Regions from separate parts of the Zea mays genome. Here region 1 is linked to region 2. The links are chromatin contacts, called in public Hi-C maps. All regions are on one chromosome and are shown on one strand. The core of a region is the stretch at or near the end of the contact, and the rest is flanking DNA. Distances in the headings are between cores, read along the strand shown.

What was found. A called contact is a pair of places that touch in the nucleus more often than the background predicts.
Region 1: a Hi-C map of ear shows a contact between it and region 2, with 2.1 times the contacts expected there. The contact joins the promoter of LOC100284809 here to the promoter of LOC100192839 in region 2. A contact is called at or near these places in 2 of 25 Hi-C or Micro-C datasets (ear and tassel).

The regions. Positions count from the first base shown.
Region 1 is chr5:163,107,662-163,112,557 of Zm-B73-REFERENCE-NAM-5.0, forward strand. LOC100284809 (membrane related protein-like) reads left to right here and starts at 3,176. Exons shown (of 6, transcript NM_001157704.2): 1 at 3,176-3,588; 2 at 3,704-3,854; 3 at 4,308-4,568. The coding sequence starts at 3,356.
Region 2 is chr5:162,736,198-162,741,511 of Zm-B73-REFERENCE-NAM-5.0, forward strand. It overlaps LOC100192839, which reads right to left and starts at 1,981. Exons shown (of 9, transcript NM_001138030.1): 1 at 1,691-1,981; 2 at 1,241-1,402; 3 at 514-624. The coding sequence starts at 1,364.

The DNA.
Region 1 (4,896 bases), core at 1,926-4,425, 370 kb after region 2:
CTTGACCTGCCTGCGGAATTTGGTGTTTCCACTAGTTTTAATGTTGCAGATTTGAAACCATATATGGCTGAGGATGAGGAGTTGTCGTCGAGGACGACTTCACTTCAAGAAGGGGAGGATGATGAGGACATCACTATGAGTACGACTACACCAGCAGCACCTCCACATCAAGCGCCACTTCCTTCATTAGCTGGGCCAATCACTCGGGCCCGTGCCAGAGATCTTAACTTCATCATGCTACTGAAGAATGAGGGCCCAGAAGAATAGACGATCAGCCCAACTGCGGCCCATAGTGGACGACCTAGGGTTGGCCGCCCCTAGGGGTTGCGCCCCTCTCTATTTATCCAGGAGTTGCGCCTCCTTTGTTTTTGGAGTTTTGTTTTACGTTAGCCTTAGCTACTCTCGAACACGCGCAAATCTGCGCTGTCTTCGTGTATTCAGAACTCCACCCTCGAGTAATAGATTAGATTGCTCGCATCTTTTTCTTGTTCGTTCTTCGATTGCGCACAGGAAACGATCTTCGTGATCAGGCCGATCTCGCATCAGCAAGGTCGGTAACCACAGGGAGTTGGTTCAGCGATTGCATTGGCGCCTCGGGCTTGCTCGTCGTAGTCGGATCGCAAGGGTCATCTTCCGCCAAATCGGAATTATCTCCTCTCGCCGAAAGATCGAGCACCTCAGCTACATCAATTGGTATCTTTGTTGAAGACTTACTAGTATATATAAGAGTTCTAGGCATAAGACGGGAGAAACCCAGACAAAAGCACGTGAATAAATAAGAACAACACATATTGCTCAGCAACATTGGACGTGTATAGTGATGCACCGGATATAAGAGCACTATGACAAAGAAGGACAACTACAAAAGAGTGCACTGAACATATAGGTATGCACATGATTCTATTCACCCGACATATTCGGTAGGACATCGGATATGACACCAGACAAGATACTCAGAGAAGGTCGTAATGTGAATGGAGAGGCACATAAGACACCAAACTTGTCTAGTTACACACTAGATAAAGCACTAGATACCCTATCTTGGACGATCGGCAATGGTTAGCTGGCATGGATGCATAGGATATGTTTATTGAGTATATCAGACATGTTTGATAAGTGTAGAGAAATTATGTCGCCTTTTACGACTAGTTTTGGATTTGAGAGCTATATATACCACTCGATCCATCCATTTGAGATGTGTAGAACCTAAGAACACATCTGTTAGAATTATGTTTAGTGTTTTCTCTTGAGTCCTCCTGTAATTATCTGGCTGCCCTTGTGTAATGTGCTTGACCCAACTCTTGGTCTATTTAATACACTCCCAACCTTGCTTAGGGTTATGGTTTCCCATATGGTAATAGCCAAGTTACTTTCCAGTTTTCTCTTCCATCCCTCCCTTCCCCATAGCCGTCGGCGACTCCCCACCACTTTCGCAACGCCTCCTCCCCCAGGACGCCGACCATGGTCTTCTCTCGCGCTGGCGACGTCTCTCTCCCCATCTCCAGCGTCGATGACGCTTCCAGCACGGACCACCATGCCACCGCCCCTACACGTGGGCCCGCTCCATCTCCAACGTGGTTGTGGGAGCCATAGGCACGCACGTGCGTGGATACCACCGCCGTGGGTGCGACTGACCTCCTCGAGCCCAGCGTGGACACCGACGCGGGTGCGACTGACCTCCTCTCTCCCGACCTCCTTTCCCGCTACTCTACCTAGTGACTTCGAGCTTTTCCGACACCGGGGTCCTCTACATGTCCAGCAGTATCCTTCCCCATGCCCCGCTGCCCTCCTCACGCTCGACTACAGTGGCCTCGGTCACCCCAGCTATCCGACGTGCACATGCAACTCCTCCATCGTTGCAGCAGTGGGCGCGTCCGGTGGCCTCTCCCTGGCTCGCTTCTCCCTGCAGCAGTAGTAGTGAGTTGGGCGAAAGGTCTAGATTTAATTTGTGCATATGTGCCCGAATAGATCATGTGCGCAACATACGTTCCTATCTAAAAACTTTGGGATAGAAGATGATTCAGAATTGAACTAGACAAATTTGTAGATTTTCAAAAATCTATTATGTTGTTGTACTCGTTTGATCGAGATTCTAGATTTTTTAAAGTGAATATGGTCAGAAAGTTAAACCAAACACACTCTAAATAATATACATGACATGTTATCCACATAACATTCTAATATAGCTTTGACAAGTTAGATCCCCTTTGGTAGGGTTTTTACTTTTAAAAATGGCTTTGTCTCTAGTTTCTTGTCAAATAAGCTCTTTCGAAGGAGCCAAATCTATTAAAAACATTTAACAAAACAACTTCTAGATGGGTTTTTGAAAACCCCTATCAAATCCATGGCTCTTCGTTGGACGTGCGTGCCTCTATGGTTGGCCATGACCCGCCTTAAGCTCGTGGATGGTCCTAGCGTCAAGCGTGATGTGAAGGTCTCGCCTAGGTGGCTTGTTGCCCTAGCGTCATGCGCGAGGTGAATGCGGGAGGCGACCTTTATGGCTAGCCAGTGGTGGCACACGAGAGAGGAACACTTGCTGTCGTTAGTGGCGAAACTAGAGCAATTTTGAGAGTGGTGCATTGGCCTTGTGGATGCATAAGAATTTATTTTTAGGTAACTTTTAACCAATTCTATAGATTTTGTATTTTTGGATGCATTTGCACCCGTAGCTAGAGTGTATCTTTGTCTCTAGCGGTCGTAAGAGTCAAGCAAACTGAAGACAAGGACAAGGAGCTCCTTGAAAAGTTTGCAGTCGTGTGCGGTGTGGAATTTGAAATAAGATTTAGGACTGGTTTAGGAACTATATTTTTCCAAGGAATTCCTATTTTTCCAAAGAAAAATAAACTAATTTTCTTTGGAAAATAAAAATCCCGTGGGAAAACAGGATTCCCAAACTAGGCCTTATGTGGAGAATAAATACATTTTAGTGGTAAAATAGAAACGAAAGCTAGTTGAGCTAGTATTTTTGGCTTTACGGTTCTATTAAAAATGGGGGAAGTGTTTTTGAGACAAAGCTATTTTAAAAAAAAACATCGTTTGATATTGTTTCGTTAAGAAAAAGAAAGATAGAGTAGAAGTCGTTTCATAGAAACGCTGCCAAAGAGACCTTAATATTACTTTACTTGTTTTTGTTTAGCTAAATTTTTTAAAACCCGTTGCAATCAACTGATGCCCTAGTTTTCGCGGATCTCAGTTCCCCTTGCACCTTTTTCTGGGTTTCTCCCCCATCACGGAAAGCGCAAAGCCGCGGCCACACCGCAACAAAGCCAACGAGCCCAACCCGGACGGGTGAGCGAGCGGCTCGTGCGGAGGTACACAGAGACGCGGACCGGGTCGCCGGACGACGAGACGCACCATGGCACCGTCGCAGCTGCTTGGCAGCACCGATCTCTGGCGGCCCGTTGCCGCCGCGCGCGGGGGCGGCTGGGCCACGGCCGCCGTGCTCCTCCTCCTCCTTGCCTCTCACCTCGCAGTCCTCCTCGTCCGCCTCCGCCGCCGCCTCCGCGGCGGAGGCCGAAACGCCCATCCGGAGGCCGCCGTGGCACCCGCGCCTGCCTCCACGCCCCCTGGTTCCGCTTCCGCCTCAGGGTTGGTCCCACCTCCCCGTATTGCCTTCGCGGCCGTGGGTTTTCCGATCGAAAAATGCGTGTGAACTGGGCGCGGCGGGCTGATTGTACTGTGTCTTCCCTTTGGTTGGTGACAGAATAGAGGGATTAGTGACGGAGGGCGATCTGAGGCAGCTGGTAGGCAGTCTGGGCTTGGGCGCGCACGAACCAGAGAGGGAGGGCTGGGAGCACGTCATCTCCAAGAGCAGCGACGACGTCTCCTACAAGGCCTGGTGCGACAAGCCCACGGTATGGCTTCATCTCCCTCTCGCCTCGTTCTGAGAATACAATATGCTCTGTGAAAGCTCGTTCCGAGCAATTAGATAACCCCAGTTGGATCATGAGATTCTGGTTCGGTGCGCTCCATATATGCTGGAACTGTTTTCAGTTGGTTCATGAGATTCTGGTAATCATGTGCTTATGTCTGCTCAAATTTGCTAGAGGTCACGGGATGTTTCTGGATTCTTATTAAGAGTTTGCCATGATTAAATGTTTGTTGTTGCTGCTGTGCTCTTACTATAGTCTATGACCTGTCGGCAAGAGTTTGCCAGGATTAAATGCTTGTTGTTGTTGTTGTGCTCTTATGATATTTCTATGACATCTGGTCTCCTGTTTTATCCATTCTTTTGCCACTCAATGTCAATGACAAATAATTCATACAGTCATGGTATCTCATTTTGGGTGATACTTTTATTCTTGCAGGCTGGCCCTCCTAAATATCTGAGTATTACAACATACGAGAGATGCTCGGCAGAGCAGCTGAGGGACTTCTACATGGATAATGAGTACAGAATGGAGTGGGATAACACTGTCAAAAAACATGAGCAGCTGCAGTATGACGAGAACAGTGGGGTGGAGGTAGGGCGAACAATTAAGAAGTTTCCACTTCTAACACCAAGAGAGTACATATTGGCATGGCGAGTCTGGGAAGCAAACGACAAGTCTTTCTATTGCTTTATCAAGGTTACCCTTCCTTCATTTAACTTTACATACTACTGTGCATAAGAGGTATCATATCTTTTCACCAGAAAGAAATCCATATACAGCTATCTCCCTCTAATGTTTGTCATATTTTCATGTGAAACTTCCGTGGCCTTAGCATCAGCTGTTTCAAATGTTCTCCAAATGAAAAAGAAAAAGAAAAATCTTATGTCAGTCATGAGGTCATAATAGTTTCTGGATCTGATGCAAAATGAAGTGAATGAAAGTATGAAACCATAACTGCTGCATTGGACTGTAATCTATAATCCTCATAGCTAATTAGCTATTGCCGAAAAACTTTTCAACTGAT
Region 2 (5,314 bases), core at 731-3,230:
ATCCACAAAACAATCTGGAAACATTAAAAAATATTATTTCTAAGATGTAACAACTCTTTCCAGCATTAACATATTCACAGAAATCATTATGAAATATTCCGATTTTTTTTTTGCACTTTAAGTAGATCTTCTTATAGACAACACAAGTTTTCTCAAAAAATGTAAAATTGAATCCCTCACGGTCTGGAATTTGTCCAGTTGTGCAATAGAAATCTATGACAGGCCATATTCACTATGCAAAAGCACATCATATGAAACCATGAATGGCACTACAATTTGTATGTTCTGAAAAGTATGGACAAATTCTTCGAAAAAAATCATGGAAAACCCATGCTATGCAACACACGAGCTGTTAAAAGTTATTACAGAACATAATATTGTAATTTAAAATTATATTGTAATTTAAAATTATATTATGAAAACAAACAAACAAGTAAATAATAATGCACCACCGAAACTGAATTCCCTGATGATTTTCAGATTAAAGAATGTATAAGTTTAGAAAAGACTCACCGGTCATTTCCAAGTCTATCCACACCAAAGGCATCCTGTAATCACTAGATGATGATACAAGTGCTGCCTCCTCATAGTTTACTGCAGTTGTGTCATTCTGCTCATTTTTATCTGGAAAGAAAATGAAATTTCCAATTAAATCAATGTTTTTGATAAAAAATGAAGATTTGGAACAGCTACAGTAGCATGTGGTCATAAACAATGACACATAATACGTGCTGTCAAAAGTAAAAAATGAGGTTCTTCTACCAAAAATATATTAATTGTCTCTCCGTTGCTACAATAATCTAATTCAAAACTTTAGGTAAAAACAGGTTTCCCAATAGTGCTAGCACCAAAAAAAATGGTGCCAGCAATGCGTTCCTCAAATGCAGGGTCAAATTTGCTTTTAGCACTGGGCCCCTAAATTACTGAGTAGAACTTTCTGTTTCGAATAAAAAACAGGACAAAGACAAGAAGGGCTCAATAACCTTGGCAAATTGCTGCATATTACCAAGACATTAGAGTATATAATCATCATGCAATGACAAAAATCTGGTCGGTACTATTTTCTCATCAATTTAATTGTCCTTGTAGACTCATCTTGACCACCAAATAGGTGTAGCCAATTAAACTTGCAGGGATATAAATGAACCAGAAATGCAATTCCCATGGAGAATAAAGAAAGAACACTACTTAATATATCCACAAGTTCCATTCAAGATGGAAGGGCTAAAAGAGCACCAACCAGGTTTGCTTGCAGCAGTTTTGTCTGTGCTGGAAGACGCCTGTGGTACTTCAGCTCGGCCAACATCTTCATTGCTTTCAGCATCCAGACAAAGAGCCGAGAACATATTTGCAAGCTTACTCATTTAAAAAAATATTGATCTTGAGCTGATACAGTTGAATCCTGCAATTCAGGGTCGGACCCAGTAAAAAAATATTGATCTTGAGCTGATACAGTAACTCTAACAAAATCCTCCCATACTTTAGACTTCAACTTCCTCTTACACCCAACCTGTGCAGCATCATCTATTTCAACAACATCATTCCTTGTCCCTTGGGTTGCTGCATCAGATGGAGTGGGATCTCTAGAGCTACCAGCATCAGCAGGAGCTGCTCCTATGCCACTGCGACGACTGCTACTGTCTTGTGGAGTTGACATTGGGCTTCTAACTAAGTACTGACTACTGAGTACCTGAGGGTCTGAAGGGCGGCGTTGATCTGCTGGTCGATCCGCGGTGAAGCCGTCGATCTGCTGGTCCGAGGGCCTTGCGTGAGCGCTGCGCCGCGCGACGGGAGGAACGACGAGTGGGGGCCGACGGACGGCGCAGCTCGGGGGCGCAGCCGCGCAGCTCGGGCCTCGGGGACGGCGCAGGCGCAGCTCGGGCCACGACGGACGACGCAGGCACAGCTCGGGCCTCGGGGACGGCGCAGGCGCGCAGCTTGGGGGCGCAGCCGCGCAGCTCGGGGCGGGAGCGGGGCAGCGGGCTGGGCGGTTGGCGGCTGGCGGGTGGGAACTGGGAAGTGGGAACTTAGGGTGCCGGCTGGGCGCAGGGCGCTGGCGGGTGGGCGGCCGTGAAATTAGGGTTAGCCGGTTAGGGAACTTTGGTTCGTGGAATAGAATGAGTTATCCATTATCACCATATTTCTCATAAGCTAATAATTAGTATATAAATAAGGAGTGGATTGATTTCATTAAAATTGATGGAATGAACCTATAATGCATGACCTCGTGAAGTATAGAATGACTCCACAAACCAAACACACCATTAGGTTTAGTGCCCGTTCGATTCTTCCGGAATGCTTTAGTGGATTGGTTCCGGATTGAAATAGTTCACAAATTTGTATTAGCTTGATAAGTTGAAATGGTTCTGGCCTCTAATCTGGACTAAACGAACAGAGCCTCAGGAGAATACGAACGGGACGGCCCAACCGCGAGTCCACTGCTTTGGGCTTTTTTTTTCTTTGCTTCATGGGCCAAAAACTCAACATGTAAAATTGTGAATTAATATTTTAGGTATCCAGTGGATATCTATGGGTAAAATATACTATTCGTACCCTACCCGACGTATTTCGGGTACCCGACCCGATAGGATCCACGGGTGAGTTTTCCAACCCGTATCCATGTCCACGGGGTACGAAACCCATGGGTATCCATACCCACCAGTCCAATTGTCATCCCTAATTCCATCCTGTTATTCAATATTACTACATTTACTTGTTACTTGTACAATAGCTCTTGATTTTTTATGTCTATATTCAAATCTCTACTACTTATTAAGGCTGTAAAAGTAGCCTGTCGTTTTGCCGTTATGTAATCTCAACCGTCTATTTTATCATTATGCTTTTCAACCGTCTGATCCCACCAGTCGTCCGATCACGCGACCCACCCGCACGGTTGTACCCAATCCCTAACCTCCCAATGCTCCCAACTGCTAGCACGTCGACGCCTCCTCTTTCTCCCCCGCAAGTCCCCAACCCTCCACGGCTCCGATCCGCCTCCGCGCCGCCCCCGCTTCCCACCCACGCTAAGCCCGATGACGAGGACGTCGATGAGGCCCGCGTGACGATGGCCTTCGCGGCTCCAATCCACCTCCGTGCCACCCTCGCTCCCCGCCCGTGTTGAGCCCGAGGAGGACAAGGAGGGCAGCGACGCCAAGGTGGAAGGGACAGGCAGCGCTCGCGGTTGCTGTGAAATCTCTGAGTGGGGAGGCAGTCGCCGCGGTGGGTAGTCCGGCTTGGGCGAGGTGGTGTGGACTGCTGCGGGTCCATCGGTGTTGGTGCGGGAGCGCGTGCCAGGGTCGGATGGCGTCCTAGATCGGCTCTTTCGTCGGAAGGTTGCAGGCGGCGACGCGCACATTCGTGGAGCGGGTCTACGTCGAGAACCGAAGGCCTTCGCCGAGGAGGGTGTGGTCGCCGGCAGCTACAAGGTGCGGTGGGTCAGAGGCGGCGCACGAGGACATCCATAGCCTGCGGCGTCGTGGGCGTGTGCTCATTGTTGTTTCCCCCAGAAGCAGCCATGCTGAAAGGGAATTAGGCTTACACCTAGTTCCTATATAATTTTGGTGGTTGAATTGCCCAACACAAATCTTTGGACTAACTAGTTTGTTCTAGTGTATAAGTTATACAGGTGTCAAAGGTTCACAACATAGCCAATAAAATGACCAAGTGTTGGGTTCAACAAAAGGGCAAAGAGCCAACCGTAGGCCCTCTGGTCTGGGCGCACCGGACTGTCCGGTGTGCCACCGGACAGTGTCCGGTGCACCACCGGACAGTGTCCGGTGCACCAGGGGACTCCAGCTCGAACTCGCCACCTTCGGGAATTTCCAGGGGCTCTCGCGCTATAATTCACCGGACTGTCCGGTGTACACCGGACAGTGTCCGGTGCGCCATGGAGAAGCGGCCTCAGGAACTCTTCAGCTTCGGGAAAAGCCGACGGCTCGTCCGCTATAATTCACCGGACATGTCCGGTGTGCACCGGACTGTCCGGTGTGACTCCAGCGCAACGGCTATCCCGCGCCAACGGCTACCTGCAGAGGCATTAAATGCGCCGCAGCGCGCGCAGACGTCAGGTTTGCCCATACTGGCGCACCGGACAATGAACAGGAGCTGTCCGGTGCGCCACCGGACATCAAGGGTGGCCCACAAGTCAGAACTCCAACGGTCAGATTCCAACGGCACTGATGACGTGGCAGGGGCACCGGACATGTCCGGTGTGCACCGGACTGTCCGGTGCGCCATCGAGCAGACTGGCTCCCCAACGGCCACATTTGGTGGTTGGGGCTATAAATACCCCAACCACCCCACATTCATTGCCATCCAAGTTTTCCAACTTCTAACCACTTACAAGAGCTAGGCATTCAATTCTAGACACATACAAAGAGATCAAATCCTCTCCAATTCCACTCAAGCATTTAGTGACTAGCGAGAGAGATTTGCCGTGTTCTTTTGAGCTCTTGCGCTTGGATCGCATTCTTTCTTTCTCTTTTGCTCTTGTGATCAACACTCAATTGTAACCGAGGCAAGAGGCACCGATTGTGTGGTGGCCCTTGCGGGGAAGTTTTGTTCCCGGTTGATTGAGAAGAAGGAAAGCTCACTCGGTCCGAGGGACCGTTTGAGAGAGGGAAGGGTTGAAAGAGACCCGGCCTTTGTGGCCTCCTCAACGGGGAGTAGGTTTGCAAGAACCGAACCTCGGTAAAACAAATCCACGTGTCACTCTCTTTATTTGATTGCGATTTGTTTTGCTCCCTCTCTTGCGAACTCATTTATTATTACTAACGCTAACCCCGGCTTGTAGTTGTGATTATTTTTGTAAATTTCAGTTTCGCCCTATTCACCCCCCCTCTAGGCGACTATCAATTGGTATCAGAGCCCGGTGCTTCATTAGAGCCTAACCGCTCGAAGTGATGTCGGGAGATCACGCCAAGAAGGAGATGGAGACCGGCGACGACAAGCCCACTACAAGCCAAGGGAGCACTTCATCTTCATCGGAAGAGTCCCGCACCAAGAGAAGAGAGAAGAAGAAGAAATCCTCCAAGCGGAAGGAGAAAAGATCTTCCTCTTCTCACCATAAGGAGAAGAAGGAAAAATCTTCTCACAAGCCGCATCGGAGTGGGGACAAGCACAAAAGGATGAGGAAGGTGGTCTTCTACGAGACCGACACTTCATCGACCTCCACCTCCGGCTCCGACGCGGCGTCCGTCACTTCTAAGCGCCAAGAGCGTAAGAAGTATAGTAAGATCCCCCTACGCTACCCTCGCGTTCCTAAACATACACCTTTACTTTCCGTCCCATTAGGCAAACCACCGACTTTTAATGG